Linked DNA regions of Zea mays: region 2 is linked to region 1. The links are chromatin contacts, called in public Hi-C maps. All regions are on one chromosome and are shown on one strand. The core of a region is the stretch at or near the end of the contact, and the rest is flanking DNA. Distances in the headings are between cores, read along the strand shown.

Region 1 (5,308 bases), core at 1,165-3,664:
GCTCGCGAGCCTCGAACGAGCCGAGCCGAGCCTCTTCTTCGAGCTCGTTTTTGCAGCGAGCCGAGCCGAGCTGGCTCGTTCCAGCTCGCGAGCCGGCTCGCGAGCCTTGCAAAAATGATCAATTTATGGAATAATAATGAATATTAGATAATTTTATGGATAATAGCTCATTTTCTAGTCTTTGATGATGAATATATTACAAGTTATAATTTAATTTACTCATAATGTAGAATGATGATTCTATATTTCAAATTTATATAATGTTAATTCACCAAATAATGCAACGAAAAGTACCAAAATATGGCTCGCGAGCCGAGCCGAGCCTCTTTCTCCAGCTCGTGGAATGGACGAGCCGAGCCGAGCTCGTTCAGGCGCCGAGCCGTACCGAGCCGAGCCGAGCTCGGCTCGGCTCGTTTCCAGCCCTAGGCATACCTAATAAAATATCTTTTGAGACTCCATTAATATAAGACAAACCCAAGATAGGTCTGGTTTGATGCCACCTTGGCATCTCCAAACAGGCACCTACAAGCTGAGTGTTTTACGCACGAATCACCTGGCTCTCCCTAAGATGGCGTAAGGGCATGGCTGACTTGGGCAGCATGACCTCGACATCACGCGCGCTCTCAACCAGGCCGGTCGCATAGTGCTCAGTGGTTGAGATAAGGCTCTTATCCTACATCTTTATTGTGAGAGGCAACAATGCGATCAAAAGGTGTCAGTGTAGTCACACCTAAGGTCACACGCGTACCCATGAGCACTATGTTATGTGTCTATAACGCCTACCAACTGAACTCAACGACATGGATCGTCATTGTAGCCACGCCTGAGGCCATAGATGTACTTGCTGGCACAATATAGTGTATGTGGCTACTGTGGGTACCAATTACACCATTGTCCATGGCGTAGGCTCTCATATCTGGCACTATGGCATATCACACTCACCATTATAACATACAACAGGCATATGTTGCGTACCATACAATAACTACGATAAGATAGTAATAGTTCTCACTCTCATAAATAGGACCCTCCACCAAGGATGTAACTCTCTCTCCTCTCTTGTGCTATAAAAGGAAGTGTAGAGTAACATAAAAATCCCCGCCAACATCACGAAGGTCATGATTAGGATTGTTCCTAACTTGCTAGCGCAGTCATCATTTGAATATGTATGCTTCGTCAACACTTATATATGGACATCCACCAAACATAGGATGTAGGGTATTGTGCTTTGACGACCTGAATGGTCAGTGTCACAACTTCATGACAATGCTCTAAAGCAGAATAGGTTGAGTTCGCGCTTGTGAAAATACTATTATTTATCACGCAGCGTCATTTAAACAGATCACAAACAAATCAAAATTAAATTTCTCCTACCTAAATCACATTTCAATGACCGAAAACCGGTCGAGAAGTGGCGGAAACCGCCGAGAATATCGAGAAACAGAACTTCGAATTGTAAAAAAAAAAGTTCAAACCGTCCAGAGTACTGAAATCTGCCAAATTTCGAGCGGTTTCATATTTTCGCAAGGTACCGGAGGGAGGGAGTATAACTTAGTGATGTCACATGTAACATGACACGTAGCTTTCGCATACCAGAATACTGGGCTGGGAATAGCCATTGGCAGCCAACGGAGACACGCATGTGGCACGAAAAACGACCGGGCACGCGCCCCACACCGTCGGCTACTGCGTTCGCCTCGCCGTCGTACTTGCAGGCTACCTATCGTATCGTATGGATCTCTCCCGAATCCCGTTCGGCCTGGCCGCCGGCTTTGGACATGCACGATGGGTTTGGGATCGCGTCGTGGTCCCCACAGGCCACAGGCGACGGAGTTAGTGACGACTGACGAGTGAGGCAGCGAGCCGATCGAGTGATCCCGGGGCGACCACCGCGCGCGCGGAGTCCTTTCTTTCTTGGCCGCGACCAAAAGCGAGCTCCTCTGCTGCTTCATTCGTTCGTCTACCCGGTATGCTTTTATTTCATTTCATTGAAATCCTTTTTGTGTTGCTATTGCAGTGAGACAGCAATTGCTCAGGTCTGTCGTCTGAACCACGTGACCCGACACACACACACACACACACACACACACACACACACACACACACACACACAAAAAGCAGGTCACTCACACGACATCGCCCCAGCCACTGCCAGGAACGGCAAGGCGAGCGAAACACGAGATGGAGCTGAAAAGAAAATCCGGAAGCGAAAACACGGTCGATCGCGAGGCCAAACCGACGAACGAAAGCGTCACGCGATCCGGGCCGTGTCCGTGTGCCCGCCGCCCGGCGTATAGTACGCGACGCGACGAGGAGATGGCGTTCGGTCAGCCCACCTGCTTATTCGGCGGGCGGGCGGGCGCAGATTGCACTGGAGTATGTAGTGCTCTCTGGTTTTCGCAAAAAAAAGAAAAGCTTGCTAATAGCCTGGTCATGGCCGGGTTTTGTGTTGCTACTTTTAGCTACTGATTGCTCGCTAGCAAAGTTGGTGGCCTTTGTGTAAGATGGCACTACCTCTGCATCCTTCTCCTTCCTTTCCTACGCTGTATCTCTTTCTTTCTTTCTTTCTGTGTGATTGTGTGTGGAATTCGGCCGCTCCTCCGCTATATATATAGCGACGCCCGGCCCGCACACAGACAGCTCCAGAGTCCAGACGCCTGATCGGAAAGCAACGTCGTTGCCCCCACCTCGTCACGAGTCAGAGAGCTACACAACAACCATCCTGTTCCCGCCCGCATACAGGACTCTAGCTAGCTAGCTAGCGTTGTTCCGTTGTGGTTGCTCTCGCTCTCGTTCGGTCGATCATGGAGTGGAGGGACAGCTTCTTGGACCTGGCGCTCATCCCGCTCAGCCTGCTCCTCCCCATGGCGTACCACGCCTGGCTGTGGCGCGAGGTCCGCCTCCGCCCGCTGCGCACGGCCGTCGGCATCAACGCCGCCACGCGCCGCCTCTGGGCCATCGGCATGATGAAGGTACGCACGTACGGCGCATTGTTTTGTCTGTGGATTTTTTTTTGGTTTCTTTCATGGTCAATTGGCTGCATGATGCTGCTGCGGTGCGTATGTGATTGTTAACTGTAAGCGCAGGACAACGCCAAGAACGCGGTGACGGTGGTGCAGTCGGTGCGGAACGTCATCATGGGGTCGACGCTGATGGCCACGACGGCGATCCTCTTCTGCACGGGCGTGGCGGCGGTGCTGAGCAGCACCTACACCATCAAGAAGCCGCTCAGCGACACCGTGTTCGGCGCGCACGGCGAGTACATGATGGCGCTCAAGTACGTGGCGCTCATGCTGCTCTTCCTCCTCGCCTTCCTCTGCCACTCCCTCGCCATCTGCTTCCTCAACCAGGCCAGCTTCCTCATCAACACCTCGGCCTGCCTCTTCTCCTCCTCCGCCGACTCCGACGCCGCCGTCCTCGGCCTCCCGCTGCCGCCCACCAGGGACTACATCGGCGACGTCCTGGAGCGCGGCTTCACCCTCAACCTCGTCGGCAACAGGCTCTTCTACGCCGGGGTGCCCCTCCTGCTCTGGATCTTCGGCCCGCTCCTCGCCTTCCTGTCCTCCATGGTCATGGTCCCCATACTCTACAGCCTCGACGTCGTCAACCTCATGGGCCACAGCGGATGCGTCGTCGTCAGCGGCAAATCTGCGGAGATGAACGGCGGGAGCGAGTGCGCGCGTGCCGTCTGAAGCTGCCGGACTTGTGTCCTCAACAAACCATATGCATGCGATCCGTACATGTGATTCGGTTGAGACTGTTGCCGCGCGCAACGGCCTGTGATGTGTCGAGCACCAAGGAGACGGCATGTTGTTCGTCGTCGTCGTTCTCTCATTCATGTGGGGTTATAGGCTAGCCGCGCGCCGTCGTAGCTGATGCTGATGTACTAGGAAAACCTTCGTTGCATGGATGACACGGAACCCATACCCCACGCGGTTCAGTTGCTTTGCTGCTCTTGGTGCTCGACAAGTTGACAGTGTGTGCCACTACAACACATATTCCAAGTCGGCTTTATCTCTTCCTGTCCCTTTGTCTAGTTTATCTTGACATGTGTGTGTGTATACATATACATATATATATATATATATATATATATATATATATATATATATATATATATATATATATATATATATATATATATATATATATATATATATATATATATATATATATATATATATATATTTTCTTTGCCATGGCGGTTCAAGCAGCAGAGAGACAGCAAAGGTTGGTGGCCGCTAGCATGCGCGATGCAGAATTCCACAATGTCAGCGAGTGCATGTCAGCTGGCGTGTATCAGGGATGTCGTCCATTATATTACCATGCCCAAATTCGATGACGGATCAGCACGCAGGCACAAACCGGCGCAGCAGGGCCCGTGCGCGCGGCTTCGAACTTTTTTTAAATATATTTTCGTAAGGAAAATGTCAAAGTATAGGTCTGGTCCTGGAAATCCCAAGAACAGCGTGCGTGCTCCTTATGTTCCAGAATAAATGACTCTCTGATAGTCTGATATTTAAAATTTATCTAGAAAAGAACATTCTACAAATTATGGGCATCACTTTTATTTTATGGTACTCGATGAACTTGCACAGGCCAATGAGGACCTGGGCCTGACCGCCTGAGAGTGAAAAAGGCAGCGAGCCTAGAGCCGTTCTAGATTTCACACTTGATTGCAACCACGTCGGCAGCCGCGAGCTGGGTGTATGATTCACCCCGCCAGGATGGCTCACTGAATCCCCAGCGTGCATCAAATTTGGCTTATAACACGTAGGTAACACAAATTCAACAGTTTTTTTTTCCTCTCTTCTCTCCAACTTTCTCGTGTTATCGATGATCCCAATGAGAACCTCACGCGTCGTCACGTCCAAAGTCATCATCATTCACCAACAGAAGCAACTGAACCCCATGGAGACAGACGTGAGGGCCAAAGAGCTTCGGCTGTAATTTGGCTGCACACCACACATGCTACATTTCATTTTAAGGACACCACCAGGCATGTTCAAATGCTAATCTGCCTTCTTGCTACAAGGGTGCTACTTACAGTTATGTACACTGCAAAATTGGCTTGCGCCTCAACAAGCAGTATGATTGCTCTATTTGTCTGTATGGTCTCATTTTGCTCGCATCCAAACGGATGAAAATGGGAAATAAAATGACGTAATAAACCATTAACAGCCGTCCAAAAAATTCCAGCACTTTTGCAACCGTATGGAGGGAGGGCTCCTTGGGTCCACTGGATGTTTGTCAGTTGCTGCACATACAGCTCCCAGATTACAGGCAGTTAGCTTTCCTCTACTTGCTT
Region 2 (5,231 bases), core at 2,038-4,537, 150 kb before region 1:
CGGGGGCGAGAGCTCTACAGGATTTAGTCGTGAGTGTTGCCCCCTAGAGGTCATGGTCGTGTATGGTTTAAGTCTGTAAAGTGTTCTGTTTCTGTACACCCCTGGGGGGCCTGGGGGAGCCTAATCTCCTAGGGGCTATCTCTTTTTCTTTCTTAATGAAATGACGCGCAGTTCTCCTGCGTGGTTCGAGAAAAAAACAAAAGATTTAGAGCTACCAAGCAGGGATCAAAGCAGAAAATACATACAGAACCCACGAGTTGTTGCATGGATATACAGACTAGGATTATAGGGCTATCATTAATATTTTGGGGAGGTGAAGGAATGGTTGTCATGAACACATACCGGCATTAGAGAGTCTAGTAACCTCAGCATCAGCATACTGGATAAATTCCTCTTTGTTTCCTTGAACATAAAGATGCAACCTATCTTTTAGTGCCTCTGCAAGTTTCTCCTCTCTTTCTTTTTGTACAACCTACATCATAATTAAATCATTAAATCAACAGTACGCCAGAAAGTATAAATAGTGAAACACCGAGCAACAAATTGAACATTTCAAGCACCAGAAAGGTTTTGTTGTTTGAATATTTAAAGTACTAGTAAGACCGTGTCCAGTAGTTTATTTATATGTTTACCCAAAACACTGTTCTACACTGTTCTGCACTGTAGAATGCACTGTTTGCAGATTGAAATTTGAATATAGGAATGAGGATGGGTAAGCTGCCGGAAATAGTCTAAAGAACAGAAATTTGGGTAGCATTTCCATACAGCTAATAATAATACCACATCAAGTGTCATTAATCTCAGTCGACAATGATGGTTGATAAATCCATCATTCCGATCTGGTATAATAAAGGCTAAATGGGATCACCACTATAATTTGAAAGTGCTGCAGAGGTCAACAAGCATGAAGATTGATATTCTGCATGAGAAATGCCATGCAAAAACAACTCATAGAGTGTATTATTTCTTGAGTTTCTCAAATTTATCATTATTAGAAGCTTGTTAAGCTCTGCAGCTCATGGAAGTTCCCAAAATGTTGAAAAGGCCAATCTTGTAGTGTTAAACGCAGGTAAAGCATTAAATGCAAGCAGTAACTTCACATTCCAACATTAGATTTTATTAGAGTACTGTGTAGAGTAAGTGACTACAAAGGCTGACACTGATTGAATACTTCTCATTCAAATAACAGGTTTTAACAAAGAAATAGGAGAAATAGTGTCAAAATTAGTGTGTGTAGATCACATTCACATTTATGTAACCTGGGACATAATGTATGAGAAAAGGTAGGTTTCATGAAGCTAATATGATCTATGATTTCTCATGAACTTTCTGGCTTCTAGTGTCAGGAATAAGGATATCTGTTTTGCCAAACAATAGCTTCATTTTCACTTGGAAATTCTTAAAGTAATAGTAACAGCAAGTAACAACAAACCACTATGAATTGTTTGGGGTAGTACATAATGAAAAACTTAGAAAAATCATAGTCTTCAGTAAAACAAAACAGTTATGAATTTCCAATCAAGAATGAATATGACAAATATGATAGAATGCCCAAAAGGGCAACAAATCATCCTGGTAAAGAGTCATACTCGCATTTGCTCTTGCAACCTTCTTGGATCGATCTGTTCGTTTTCAGTAAAACCATCAAGTGAAGCCATGGATGCCATCGCCAGCTGACCAATGTAGTCCTCAAAAAGCTCGCTACCGAACAGCATCGCAAAAATTGCTGCAGGATCAATTATCGCTTCCCTATAGGATAATGTTAGAAAGCAAATCAGAATGCAACCATCAGACAAGATTTGACAGCATATGAGATTAAATACCAGCTACATAAGTAAACTATCAAGAAAAATAAATTCTACTAGAGCACTTGAATTTTCAACAACACAATGGCATGTATCGGTACTTAAACATACGTTGAAATACCAGGTTTCCCATGTAAGTCATAGTCTTCACGCTGCTTGGGATTACTGAGCACTTGGTATGCCTCCCCCAATTCCTGCAGTAGTAGTAACTCAGATGAAGATGTGGCGTCTTTCTTTTTATACAGTCCGATTTGCATTGACATCAAATATGTATCTCAAAAGCAACAAGATGCAGAGTGAAGGAATCCACGATAAATGGACATGTGGCAGAATCGCCAGTTCAATATAGTACTCCCTCCGTCCCAAAATATAATTCGTTTTAGACTAATCATATATTCATTAAGTAACATATGAATGTAGTTTGTATATATGTTTATATTCATTATCATTAAATGAATATGAATAGAAAAAAAGTGGATTAGAAAGAACTATATTTTGGGACGGAGGTGGTATTGTTTTCTACCCTGAACAACGGAATACTGTTGTTGGGTGTATGGCACAAGGATCCCACAGTGCATTTATTTATCCACTTAAGGATGTGTTTGGTTTGAGGCCAAAGTAGTATGAGGCGGGGACGTCACCGTCTCTTTGATTTTTTATCTGATTTTCACCCATAGTGACTCTCATGCAAACACTATAATGCAAACACTATAGAAAATCTGTCCGTCCCTTTTCATCCCTCATTTTACGTCCAACCAAACGCACTCATAAATGTTCAGCTGTTTCTGAAATGCGCACCTAAAAAGTTGAGTAATGCGAAAAATGCAGTGATTTAGCCGATTGGAGCTCAGTCGCGTTAGCACAATGGCAGGTAGTATCAGGGAAAACAAGTAGGATCCGCCGCTGCTGCGGTTGAGAACTGAACGAGTCAGTGGAGCATTAGAATACTTGCCTGGAACCTCGCCGCCGCAAGCGGATCATCTGGGTTCTTGTCCGGATGGACCTGCCTCGCCTGCAACACGAGCAGCAACCACCGAAATGAGGCGAAAGTAACCATCTCTGAACGCACGGCAACGATGGGGAAGGGCGCGCAGGCAGCACCTTGACGTAGTATGCCTTCTTGATCTCGGCCTCGGAGGCCGTCGGGCTCACTTCCAGCACGTCGTAGTATCCCGTCTCCCTTACCATCGAACCACGCTACTCACTTCTCCTCCCTGCGCGCTCTCTGCTCCCGCAGGTCCCGCCGCTTGCGCTCGATCGGAGTTCCCGGGATCTCCGCTCGCCGCCGCGCCCGCCACCGGTTACCTCTCCTTCCCTCGGAGCGGGTGGTGCGGGACAGCGAGAGGGGGCGAGGTGGCTGGCGCTGCAATGCTCTGGCGGAGTGGCGGGTGGCGGCTCCTTGCTGGGGGTGATCCGTCCGACCATAAAGCCGCCTCGAATAATTCGCATGCTTTTTCCCCGCCTCCCCTCTCCTCCACCGTATTATAATGCGGGGATGAGTCACATTGACATGGAGCTCTTCCTCGCTAGTCAAAATCAAAATCGTGTTCCCCGTTCCCCTCTCCCCTCTCCCCTCTCGGTAAAACTAAAACCCTCACTCGCTGATCCCGCGGTTTCGCGAGTGAATTATCGCGCTGGTGAGGTGGACCACATGGCCGGCGCTGACCCCGGTCAAACGAATGAGGCGCGGTAGCGGTCAGGTTTGGTGGCCCACCACGTGGTGACCACTGGGCCGGATAAGGCCCGCGCGTATATATATTTATTTAAGCTCTTCCAGAATTTGTGCTACGAGGGATTAGCCTAAACTAAACTAAAGCAAACTTCATGCAAAAAAAAATGCCTATAGACTTCACTTCACAGCTCTATGCTGATTCCGCATGGACCGGACCCGGCGCAACGCATGAGAGGCTGCTGTTCCCGGCACGCGTCAGGAGCTCGATCGCTCGGTTTGGCTTTGGTGCAGCAAACGCACGGGCACGCATGGAATTGGGAACGAACCTGAGTGGATGACTGGATTCTTTCTTCAAAGGAAGGGAGAAAAAAGTGGGGCTTGGAATGGGCGGTGGAGGCGCCCTCATGTCGCAGGTACTAACTAGTACGTGCGTGTAAAGCCACTAGTCCGACGCCCCTACAGCTGCAAAAGGCGTCCGCAGGAGCAGGACAGCCCCCATCCGAGGACGAGGACGACGACGACGAGCAGCGCAGAACACGCATGGGGGGGCGAACATTCGCGAGGCTGCCGAAATGGGCAGGTATGGTCGACGACACTTCGTCGTTAAGGAAAAGCCATTCCACGGCGTGTTTCGCGGAATTGCATGTTAATTGTTATTTTCGTTAACCATGTGTCTAGGATCTTAACTTGGTATGCTGAATCACCCGTGTATAGGTTGGTTCGGGAGGCGTGTCTACTCCTTTAAAGTACTGGTTTTATGCGTTGTATCTCGTACATCATATGTGAAACGTGTAAGTTTGTTTCTCTCTTCCAATTCTCCTCTACCAATGAACCGTTACTATAGATGGCCAGCCGTGCCGGGCTAATCGTGCCGGTCCGGAGCACGACACGACACGGCTGGTGTCGGGCCCGTGCCGGCACGGCCCAATAGGTAGTGTCGTGCCTGCAGGGGCGAATCTAGGGGGGTTTATCGGGGTCAGGCGACCCCGATAAATTTTATAAATCCTTTAGCAAAATACTGTTAAAGTTCATAAAAATTTGTATGATATAGCAAAGCTGCTCTTGATGACCCCGATCATATTTTCGGCTAGATTCGCCACTGCGTGCCTGGGCCGAGCATCAGGCATGCTGGCCGGCACGGGCACGGCACGATTAGCCCCCAGGCACGGTTAGGCACGATTATGCATGATTAGATCCAAACACACCTAGTTAGCTGTGTGTTGTAATCTTTTTTCTTATATAGGGTTTTCTCATAAGGGTGAGTTTTTACCTAAATAGGTTTTTAATGAGTCAGCCATTGCACTAAACAGTTCAATATTAGCTATTTTAGTATGTTTTAACTGTGTTTGTGAATATTTGACTAAAATTCTGTGGTGTAGTGCTAAACGGGCTATATGGGCTAAACGGGCTATATGGGCTAAACGGGCCGGCACGGCAAGGCTAAGCAGGCTTAGTGCCGTGCTTGGGCCTGGCCTTAGGCACTAGTGCCGTGCCGGCACGACACGACTATTAAACGGGCCAAACGGGCCGTGCCCTAACCATGTCGTGCCTAGTCGTGCCCGGGCCGGGCCGTGCCGTGCCGCCCATTTGGCCATCTCTAACTGTTACATTACATATGACCCATAAGAAACCATCCCAGCACAACACGATAGAAAGTCGCACCCAGCACCACGTACTACGTTAGCTGAAGGACAACGACGTTAAAAGTGGATGACTCTCTGTTCTTCAGCTAACGTGGTGCTAGGTAAGATAAA

Evidence for each region. A called contact is a pair of places that touch in the nucleus more often than the background predicts.
Region 2: a Hi-C map of leaf shows a contact between it and region 1, with 4 times the contacts expected there. The contact joins the promoter of LOC100284051 here to the promoter of LOC100276373 in region 1. A contact is called at or near these places in 7 of 25 Hi-C or Micro-C datasets (ear, endosperm, leaf and 1 more) and 1 of 3 datasets of contacts at active chromatin or transcription factors (leaf).

Annotation. Positions count from the first base shown.
Region 1 is chr7:139,672,643-139,677,950 of Zm-B73-REFERENCE-NAM-5.0, forward strand. It overlaps LOC100276373, which reads left to right and starts at 2,415. Exons shown (of 2, transcript NM_001150179.2): 1 at 2,415-2,972; 2 at 3,087-4,027. The coding sequence starts at 2,805. The coding sequence ends at 3,692. It overlaps LOC103632948 (helicase SEN1), which reads right to left. Exons shown (of 22, transcript XM_020541013.2): 22 at 4,925-5,308.
Region 2 is chr7:139,519,431-139,524,661 of Zm-B73-REFERENCE-NAM-5.0, forward strand. It overlaps LOC100284051, which reads right to left and starts at 3,288. Exons shown (of 10, transcript NM_001370574.1): 1 at 2,907-3,288; 2 at 2,758-2,817; 3 at 1,917-1,999; 4 at 1,590-1,749; 5 at 343-472. The coding sequence starts at 2,993.